Regions from separate parts of the Mus musculus genome. Here region 1 is linked to region 2. The links are chromatin contacts, called in public promoter capture Hi-C maps. All regions are on one chromosome and are shown on one strand. The core of a region is the stretch at or near the end of the contact, and the rest is flanking DNA. Distances in the headings are between cores, read along the strand shown.

Region 1 (5,389 bases), core at 64-2,563, 930 kb after region 2:
ACCTGCCTCAGGAAAAGCTCATGCTACGCACACCCAGCGAGGTGCCCACCAAGGTCAGGATTGTGGAGAAGCCTCTGGCCCCAGAAGGAAGGGAGGAGAGGAGGCTAGGGCAGGCAGGGCTTTGCCAGAGGCCTCTCACCTCTATCTGCATCCTAACAGCTTCCAACTTGCTGTGAGATTCCTGGAGAACCAGTCTCCCTCTTTTGCCCTCCCCCGCGCTCCCTCCCTCCCCTCCCACCTCCGGCTTCCCCAGACTTGCTCCAAAGCTTTTCTCGGCAGCCAACGAAGCACCTGTCAAAAAAGCTGCTTTCTCTTCGCCAGAATGTCCTTCCTCCAGTAGTTTCCCAGCGACCCGTGGGCTCCCTACCACCCCTCCATGCCAGATCACCCCTCCTCAGCCAAGGGAGTTCCCAGGGAAGATTCGCTTCATCTGGTTTTGGTCTTTGCCTTCACCCTGGCCAGACGTCGCTTTCTAAATGAGCCGGGGACCCTGCTAGAGCTTAAGGTCAAAACTCTGGGCAGGTGCTACAAGGGCCTAAGTCCTCCACCTGGGACTGGCTGCCGGCAGTCTGCTTGGCGTCCGCCCCTCTCTGCAGCTCTTCAGAGCTTTGTACTCCTGTACAGCTCAAGGAGGGGTGAGGATGTAGAGGGGGCAAACTAAGACCTGTTAAGAGACACGCAGAGTCCCCCTGCACACTAAGGGCAGGTGCGGCCCAGGCGCGGTGCCGGGTCCGGGTCGGAGCACTCCGGGTCCTACCTGTCCCGCGGGTCGATCCAGCTGGTGGTGCGGTTCCTGTGATCTATGTAGTAGACCTTGCCGTCGAAGTCGCGCGCCTCCTCCCAGCCCTCCGGCAGGGGCAACTCCGGCCGGGGCATCTTCCCGAGCCTGGCCCGCGCTCCCCCATGCAGCTCGCAGCCGCCACGGGGCTCAGCGGCTCGGGCTGGCCGCTTTGGGTCCAGGCGGCCGCCGAGGCAGCATGATCGGGGAGTGGCGCCCACGGATCGGGGGCCCTAACGGGGGCCGGCCGGGGTGGCGCCTCTGTCCATGCGGCCCTGCGGCCCCAGCCCCACGCCGCCCGCCTCTCACGCTGCCATGTGCGCCCGCCGCGGCGCCCAGCCGGCCCGAGTCCGCGGCCAGCCAGCCAGGAGAGCGGCCCGAGCCGCCGCCTGCCTGCCCCTGCCGCTGCGCGCTGCGCTCCACGCCGCCGCCGCCGCCGCCGCCGCCCGCAGCCTCTGCCGGAGCCCCGCCGCGCGCCCCGAGACTTCTGCCTCCGCCAGGTGTGGCTCCGGCGGTGCAGGTAACTGCGCTGCCCCGGAAACGGGAGGCGGAGCGCCGGGCTCCAGGGTTCCCGGGTCTCCTCCCCGCGCCCAGCGCGGCGAGGGCGGGTCCTAGAGCCCGAGACGCGCCCCCTCGTGGGACAGTCCCAATCGCCGACCACCCCGTTCTGCCCCAGGAGGCTAGGCTCTCTCTACGCCAGAGTGTCCGGGCTCTTGGCGCGTGTGGCCCCAAATCTTGACACACCCTGTTTTCTGTGATTGAGAACCAGGAGTCAGGCAAGAAGTGGTTAAGTGAAAACATTCTTGCAAATCGGCGAACATAAGTTTTCCAGGATCTCTCGTCCCTTCCCCCCCAGCACTCACACCATCTGTCTTCCTCCTATTCAGTTCTCCCCGTGTTGTTTCAACCCTCCTCTCCGTAATTTGCAAATGTAGCTGGCTTTCCTTAGGGTCCCTAAAATTAGGAATGCTATGGATCTGCTTCCTAAGAGGACTTCCAGCGGGTGGCAAGGGAGGAGAAGGAAGGACATATTTTGCCAGTCATAGTGAAGTGCACCTGTCTCTCGGCTACTCAAGAGGCTGAAGAAGGATTACTTAAATCCAAAAGTTCCAGGCTGAGTCAAACTAGCAAACACGGGGGGGGGGAATAAATAAATAAATAAGGAAGGAAGGAAAGGGAGGGGGAGAGGGAGAGAGAGAGAGAGAGAGAGAGAGAGAGAGAGAGAGAGAGAGAGAGAAAGAGAGAGAAGGAAAAGAAAGAAAGAAAGAAAGAAAGAGAGAGAGAGGGAGGAAGGAAGGAAGGAAGGAAGGAAGGAAGGAAGGAAGGAAGGAAGGAAGGAAGGAAGGAAGGAGAAAAGAAAGGAGAAAAGAAAAGGCAAACCCTGAAACAAGAATAAGTAAATGTCTTGAGACATTAGCAATATTGAATTAAGGGGAAAAAGTTCCCTCTTAGGTTTGGTGTTTCCCCCAGTGCAAATGTAACTGTGCCTGAGGCAGGAAACTGGACTGGAAGAACGAAGTCCAGCGCCTTGTCTGAATCAATCCCTTAATGTGGGGAGTAACCAGTTAACTCCCTGTACTGTGTGGGGATCCCCTGTTTGATACACAAGGCGTTTTAGGGTGGGCTCCTCAAATCTAAATGCCCTGAGGACATAGGGGACGGGTGTAGCTCCTCCTCCATCCCATCAATATTATACTTCGAAGCCAGGGATCTCAGATCTCAGGGAGGTCCTCACCACCCACCCAACTGCTGGGGAGTTCTCCCTCCAGACTTCCTGTGATGGGCAAAGCCTTCACAATTATAAGTACTTCTAGTGCCCTCCTTCCCCCGTTCTGTTAGGATCAAACTCCAGGCATGCATCCTCACTGAACCAAACCAGCCAATCTGTTTTGAGTTTTTGCCTGGGAGACCTCGCTCTGCCTGGCCTTATACTATGGTTATCTCCCCTTCCTACCTCTGCCTCCCAAGTGTGAGATCACAAGTGTGAACGAACCATCACTTCCAACACGTGCTGATCTGATACGAGGCTTGCGTTTTCAAGTATGATCTCAGCTAATCTTCACGACAAAGCCCTGGATAGGGTACTGTACTTCTCCTCGTTCTGGAGATGAGGACACTGAACTTCAAGATGGCCAGGGATGGAGCTAAGAAGAGACACAAGCACCCTAGCACCGGTGAAACCAATGGTTGAAGGGTCAACCATTAATGCTTCATTGTATTTAGATCGAGGGTTTGTAATGTTTTTTTAGATTCTTGCTATGCAGTCCAGGGTGGCCTTGAGCTCAGCATCCTCCTGCCTCTCCCTTGAGAAAAATGTGATAATGAAGAGTCCCTCCACCTGGTTGGGAAGAGCAAAATGAAATGAGAAGCAGGGCATCATGGCGCACGCCTTTAATCCCAGCACTTGGGAGGCAGAGGCAGGTGGATTTCTGAGTTCGAAGCCAGCCTGGTCTACAGAGTGAGTTCCAGGACAGCCAGGGGAACACAGAGAAACCCTGTCTCAAAAAATTAAAAAAAAAAAAAAAAAAAAGAAAGAAAGAAATGAGAAAAATAAGGGATTAAGCTATCACCAAGGGGTCCACGTGGAGCACCCTGGCTGATCTGATGACCAGCACACTTTTATAAAGTGTGGCTCAACTGAACTATTTTCTGCTAAAAAACACAGACAACCCATGTCTTTTCCTTCCTGAAAAGTACGCTTGTCTGCTTATGACACATCCAACTAGGGTGTGTGTGTGTGTGTGTGTGTGTGTGTGTGCCTTATTTTCCAAGCTTCCTGGATGAATGTGTTGTATGCCAGATGCCCACCGCTTGGCATTTTCCAGTGGCTTGTTCCTCTATACCTTTAGACCATGCCTTGGAACAGCAATTGGTTCCTTAAAGCTTAGGCCTTAGGATCCCAGGTTATCTCCCAGAAGCTGCAAGCAGGGTGATGTAATCTACAGATGGTGGCCTGCCCCCCTGCAATGCCGGGTGAATCATCTCTAGGCATTCAGAGGCCCAGGGCAAGCACGCCAAAGGTAAAAGCTGCTGAGCCTTATGATAGGTTGAGTTGGTTGTTATTCTGCAGGTGACTGAACCACAGGAATCCAAACTGAGACAGGCAGCCTTCCTGGTCTTCCTTTTAGGAACTATGGATAACTTTGGGGCTGAGCAGAGACTACCAGCCACACCCAGTCTGCATTTGCATTCACTGTTAGGCAGCTCATGGGAGACAACACCACAGGTTGTCATGATCTTTTTTTTTAATTTGTTTTTTTTTAAGATTTATTTATTTATTATATGTAAATACACTGTAGCTGTCTTCAGACACTCCTTACAGATGGTTGTGAGCCACCATGTGGTTGCTGGGATTTGAACTCTGGACCTTCGGAAGAGCAGTCGGGTACTCTTACCCACTGAGCCATCTCACCAGCCCCCCCCCTTTTTAAAGATTTATTTATTTATTATATGTAAGTACACTGTAGCTGTCCTCAGATACTCCAGAAGAGGACATCAGATTTTGTTACAGATGGTTGGGAGCCACCATGTGGTTGCTGGGATTTGAACTCAGGACCTTCGGAAGAGCATTCGCCACTCTTAACCACTGAGCCATCTCGCCAGCAGGTTATCATGATCTTAAAGTCAGTGTTCACTGCAGCAAAAAAGAAAGGCCAGGTTCCGCACATGTCTTAAGAGATGGGGCAGGCTGGTGAGATGGCTCAATGGTTAAGAGCACAGACTGCTCTTCCAAAGGTCCTGAGTTCAAATCCCAGCAACCACATGGTGGTTCACAACCATCCATAAAAAAATCTGATGCTCTCTTCTGGAGTGTCTGAAGACAGCTACAGTGTACTTATATATAATAAATAAGTAAATAAATGAATAAGTAAAGAGATGGGGCAGCATTTCACGGGGAATGAGGAGGGGAAACTGAGTGTGGTGGGGGAAGGGAGAGAAAGAGAGGGAGGCTGGAGAGATGCTCACTGGGTAAGAGCATGTACTACTTTCTAAGAGGACATGGTTTCTGTTCCCAGCACCCACATCTGGCAGCTCCTAACTGCCTGTATCTCTTACACCTCTGGCCTGAAGGTACCAGCAATCACATGTGCATAGACACACAATAAAACCAATAAAGTAAATAGTAGGAGGAATGATGGAGAAACAGAGACAGTGAAAGATAGGGAGAGAAAGCTGGCTATCTCAGAAGTGGTTTCTGGCTGGCATCTGCATGCTTTAAAGGACTGGAGGCTTGGAGAACCTCTCCTGGGTTTTGTCTTCCCACTCCATGACTATACCTCCCTACCTCATACCGTCCGACCCACGGGTCCTGGAGACCACACACTGTTATGTTCGGTGACTGAGCCAATAACATCCCCTCTGTTCAGTCACGTGTTACTTGAGGTTCATAACCGTGCCCTGGAGTTGGTGGTTTCAAGGTTGAGAAAATACATTCAAAGCCAGGCCGGGCAGTGGTGGTGCACACCTTTAACCCCAACACTTAGGAGGCAGAGACAAGTGAGTTCCAGGACAGTCAGGGCTACACAGAGAAAACCTGTCTCAAAAAAACAAAACAAAGCCAGAGAGAAAGTCTGGGTAGAGCAAACTTTGGCAACAGGAGAGTCTAGGCAG
Region 2 (5,484 bases), core at 770-3,269:
CAGGTGGGACATATTGTAGATCTAATAACCACCTCCAATCCTGGCATCACCTACAGACTTACAGTTGTTACACATGACTCCACACTCAAGAAATAGGATGTTTGTAATTCTAAATAAGAGTGTTTCTCTTATTTTTTTCACATAATGGAAAATGACAAATAAGACTTGCATATATGTTAAATATACAATGTGATGTCTTGAGATGATTGCTTCTACAGAGCTTATGAGCTCATCCATCCCTCACAGCTTTACCTTCATCTGTGCTAAGAAATGGTCAGTATTCCCTTAGCAAAGAATGGGTGCATATAATGTTTTACTAAGCCCTGAAAAAAATCATTCATTCCCATTCTTTTGCCCCACTTTCTTGTCTAGACCTTTAAAAATAAGCCTGAATTTTGACACCCTGCATGTCGAGAACCTATTACTATTACTATTGTTATTGCTAGTCACAGAGATGAGCTTGTTTATTAATTGAAGAGGATAGGCCAAGCCTGTGAAGCAGAAGCAAGTCTATCTCCACCCAAGTGAATGGAAACTCTAGTTCCCCATACACTCATTGTATGCTTTGTAAGAGGGGAAAAATAACCTTCAATATATCTTCCACTTAGTAGCTTAAAAAGAAGACAACAGGAATAAAGACCTTATCATTTATTGAATGAAATCATTTTCACTTGTGTATATGATTTAAAGATACACAAATGGAGAAGAGACTCAGAGCTGTGTTCACAAATCAAGAAAAAACAAACAAACAAAAAAAAACCTTTTCTCTCTCCAGGATGCTGTATTACTTTGCTGAGATGATATATCTGAAAGGGTCTTTATATTGCAGCATCTCTGATGCATGTAAATTGTTATTATTCCATACGCAAGTGAACAGCAGGTTCACTTGGTGTGATCTCTTCTCAGTGAATGCAGAGGACTCCTGGAAATTGCAAATTTACTCTTCTGTAATATACTTACCAGTCAGCTTTCAATAATTAGTTGTTTTACTTTATGTACAGTACAAAGTTTATAAATTCTGCATTTTTTAATGTCTTTTTTTTTAAAGGCAGAACATGTATTTTTCCCCAGTGATGTGGCTTGAATGTGAAATATCTCCCGTAGACTCAGGTATTTGAACACTCAGTTCCCTAGCTGGGATACTGCTTGGGAAGGTTATAGAATGCTGTGAGGTGGACTCTCACTGAAGAAAGTGGATCTCTAGCAGTAGTCTTTGTGTTTTTTGTAGGCCACCCCACTGTCTGTTGGCTCTGCTTCCTGACTGCCAGCTGTTCACCCACTCTTAACACTGTGTCTTTCCCATTATGGTGGGCTATGCCTCCTTTACCGCTAAGCCAAAATAAATAAGCACATCTTCCATTAAATTGCTTCTTGTCAGATATTCTGTCACATGAACAAGAAAGGTAACCTTAACACTTGGACTTCGGGCCTTTCCCATCAAGAAATATGGTTTTGTTGGTTTGCTTTTTGATACACACACACACACACACACACACACACACACACACCCAAGAGAAGAAAAACAGTAAGTAGAGAGTTACATAAAGTATAACCAAAAAAAAAAAAAATTGAATGACAGAAACTGAGAAGTGTGTGTTTGGTGGTTAGAAATTGGTCAGCGTGGGTTACCAGCATCAGAAAATTTCCCATCACAAGGACTGGAACTCTGAATGCTAAGAGCTCTGCATTTGATTGTGACTTCTCCGTTATCATACTAGGAATCCATCTACATACTGTGTGGATAGCCAAGGAATCTGCCATTTCCTTCCCACATTCTCCCAGGCTCCCTTCTGTCTGCAGCAGGGTCCAGGAGCAGAGATGACCCTAGGGGACATGTGGTTCACTCCTGTCAGACTGTGGTCACTGCACTGAGACACACTGAGCTAAGAGAAACCACTGGGAAAGTCTGTGGGAAATCTTATAATGATGGAGAAGTAGAGAGCTTGTTGCTGCACTCTGTGAACAGAGTCTCTATAGCTGCAATCCACCCAGGCACTTTTGCCCAGAGTCCTAACTGTGGGATTTCAATTTATGTGCATTCCGAACACAGATTGAGCTCATATTTCACACCAGGCACTAAACTAAATGCTGCAGCCACACAATCAAGCTACACATATTCCCTAGGAAACATTTGAGGGGAGATAGTGTTTGGGTTGAGTTTTCAAGAGGTGCTAGATATTGGCTGGGAGAGAAAGACTGATAAGAGGAGAAGAGCAATCCAGGGAGTGAGACCAGCAAAGGAGAAGAAGGCCGAGCAGCAGGAAATAGCCTGTCAGACTTCATAAACTGTAAATACCTCTGGATGACCTATAATGTACTGTCTGTGGGAAGGGGGCGGGGCATTGCTGGAGAGGTTGGGTAGCAGCCACATAGTAAGTCAAGGAATTGCTGGTTACTTGAACTCATTGTGAAACTCCACTGATTTCTCCACAGACTCATCATCAATGAGAAATCCACATAGCTGTGTTTTAGAAAGCACTCTGCAGAGAGCTGTGAAGAGTAAATTAGCAACGGGAGCATTCTGAAACCCAAAGGGACCAACGGGGAGGCCGTGGCAGGGATAAAGGTCGGCAGGGATGGAGCCTGACAGAAGCAGTGGCCAATTGTGGAGCCAGAACAGAGGGGACTGAAGCAACTCATATATATGAAAGGAAGCCATTGTGGAAAATGACATTAAGGTGGCTTTAGTGACAGAGGGACAGGGTGGTATGAAAGAGGCTTCAGCGGTGGGAAGAGTCTGAGGTAATTCTCACATTTTTCAATTGGCTCATCGTATCAATTAAGGATCCTTCACAGTGGATAGGGCACGAAGTGTTTGGGGCGAGCTGATGAGCTCAGCCTTTGACATGTTGAAAATTGGTTCTTTGGGATTTTTTAAGTATACACTTCCAAGTTGGCAGATTTATATGACAATCTGTAGCTCATTTTAAAGATGTGGGTGCATGGCTGGGCACAAGCTCACCAACGTGTGAAAAAATCAGTTTAAATTCATAGGTTAAGCGAAGAAGTAGGTATCATAACATCTATCTAACTGACCTATGAACTTCTCAAAGAGCTCTCAGCTGGCCCATCAGTGGACAAGCTTGGACAGTATGGTCTGCTGTGCTGTCTGCCCTAATATCCATAGCTAAGTGGCCCAAATGGAACCAATCAGGTAACAGACAGGGAGTTTAATTTTAGAACATCTTTGTACAATATTTCTAAGTTTTTTTTTTACTATATAGATGTGAAGTCAAGTTGTGTGGGACAGCTTATGAAAAGATAAATAAATCAAGGGGAGGGGAATGGGGGTGAGAGGGTCGGAGAGAGTCTAGGCTTCCTTGGAATTCTTGAGATTTTAAGAGCCTTCATGACACGAAGGTTTTGTGATAATTAGGGAAATGTATTTACTGATTGCTCAAGTTGATCCACCGGTTCAATGCAATCACCGTTATGATCCTAGATTGCATCTTTTCAGAAATTGATGGGCAGATTCTAAAACTCTTAAAGTAGTATAAGGAAACTTGAATCACCAAAACGATAGTAAAACAGAAAATTTGGGGAGGATTTAGATGTTCTGATACATTAAAGCTTACTATGAGGCTACATTAATTTCAAAGTCAGAACCCTGGCATAAAGATATCTAACGTAAAAGAAGAGAATTAAGACTCTAGAAAGAACACTCACATTGATGAGCCAACTGATTTTCAGTGGGGTGGTTTTGGAATTTAATTCCAAAGAAGGATGTCTTGTGACTCACAGTACAGTGCTCTTCCTAAAACACACAACATTAAAAGATCAGACTAGCCTCAACCAGGCCAGAAAAGGAAATACATGATGCTGTGCTGAGGGAGGCCAGATGGCCCTAGTTAATTTGGGGCTTTAAGGTAGTCCATGCTAGAAAGGACCTAAAATCTCACCCATATGTAAAGGAGTCCATGATAATGAGAACATGCTGAGAAAAATGAAAAACAGGGGGGAAAACCATACCAACTGTCCAACAATGATGACAAAGGTCGGTGTTCTTGTCACATTGGCTAGATCCTGGACACATTTCTACATGTTTTGAGTATATTAGTTCATTTAAGTACTCACCAAACTGTAATAAGCACCAGCATTAAACACAGGGAAAAAAAAATTGAAGACAGAGTTTTTATGACTTACCCATAGCCAGGGAGTTGGCAGTGTTAAGGAAGTGGTTTTCAGCCCCAACTGCACATCAAAATCACCCCAGGAACCTGTAAAACACACCGTGTTCAGCCAGCCGCTCACCCCAATTAAATCAGACTCAGTGGTGAGAGTTTAAACCTTCCCAGGTGCTTCCAATGTGCAGTCAAGGCTACGAAGCATTGTATTAAGGCAGAATAAATTCTTCCTCAACGAACAGTGTGAGAAGCCTTAGCTCACTTGGCATTATTGCATCCGCTGGGCACTGAGACAATGTATTTCTGAAGTCGGCCTTGAGAACTTCAAAATAAAAATTCTTGGGCCTCAAGCCAGGCCTTGGATCCTTCAGAAACCTTTAGCTGTCTGTGACCTTGTTGTCTATAGAGAGATGGTTTTATTTCTTTAGACAGGGACTCATTTCGTAGCCCAGGCTAGCATGGAGCTGTCAGTGTAGCCCAGGCTAGTGTGGAGGTGTCAATCCTCCTGCCTCTACCTCCTGGTTATTAGATTACAAGGATATATCACACCACACCCAGCTTGCCCTCTTCCTACAGCTTAGCAGACTTATTCAAATGCGGCTTACTTGTCTCTGTCTCAGTCCAGTGCCAAGATCCACATTTTCCTGTTTAGCCTTAGGAAGGCTTCCTTTTGTGAACTCAATCTGCATTATATTGTTAGACTAATATTTATATCTACGTATCAGGTTTGCTATGCAGGATGAAAAAAGGAAAGGCACACACACACAAACATACACACACACACACACACACACACCCCTTCACTCAGTGCAATCATAATCACCATGACAGTCGTGAGCCTTGACATTTCCATCAAAAGTAGGCTGCATATCCAACAGTGGTCCCAGGAGATTGCATCACGTGACATGGGTAGCTCTCTCCGTGTTTGTGAGCTCCAACACCGAGATCTTCACACAGTGATGAAACAGCCTAAGGATACATTTCTCAGAATACGACCCCTTCATTCAGCAATGCATGCCTGTCTGCTGTCCTTTTGCTCTGGATATGGCAAGGAATTTCCATGTCAATCTCGCTCTTATTTGGAGACACTGCTCAAATGCACAGCCGAAGTGAAAAGCTTTGGAGCACAGAAGAGAAAGGGAGCAGTGAAGAGGCTGTGTAACAACAAACCTCGGACCATTGTGTCACAGCCAGGAAGAACCAGAACTTCTTTATAGACCGATCCTCCATCTTTGTAGAGCTAAGAAGCAAAGTCCAGCCTAGGGTAGAGTCTTGCCATGGAGAGCAGCAATTTATAGAATGTTAATTAAAGAGAAATCTAAATGAACATAGCTAGGGTGAGGTATCTCCAGGGGTCTTC

Evidence for each region. Promoter capture Hi-C pulls out the DNA fragments that hold promoters and counts their contacts.
Region 1: a contact with region 2 is called in a promoter capture Hi-C map of the 3T3-L1 cell line, with 5 times the contacts expected there. The contact joins the promoter of Wwc1 here to the enhancer-like site in region 2. A contact is called at or near these places in 4 of 39 promoter capture datasets (the 3T3-L1 cell line, the SN4741 cell line, liver and 1 more).

The regions. Positions count from the first base shown.
Region 1 is chr11:35,979,214-35,984,602 of GRCm38.p6, forward strand. It overlaps Wwc1 (WW, C2 and coiled-coil domain containing 1), which reads right to left and starts at 1,314. Exons shown (of 23, transcript NM_170779.2): 1 at 758-1,314. The coding sequence starts at 876.
Region 2 is chr11:35,051,477-35,056,960 of GRCm38.p6, forward strand. No RefSeq gene overlaps it. Among named protein-coding and RNA genes, the nearest start is that of Slit3, 67 kb to the right of the region's middle. Within about 2 kb of position 2,020, at least 22 of the 459 cell types and tissues checked have an H3K27ac peak or open chromatin away from gene starts, as enhancers often do.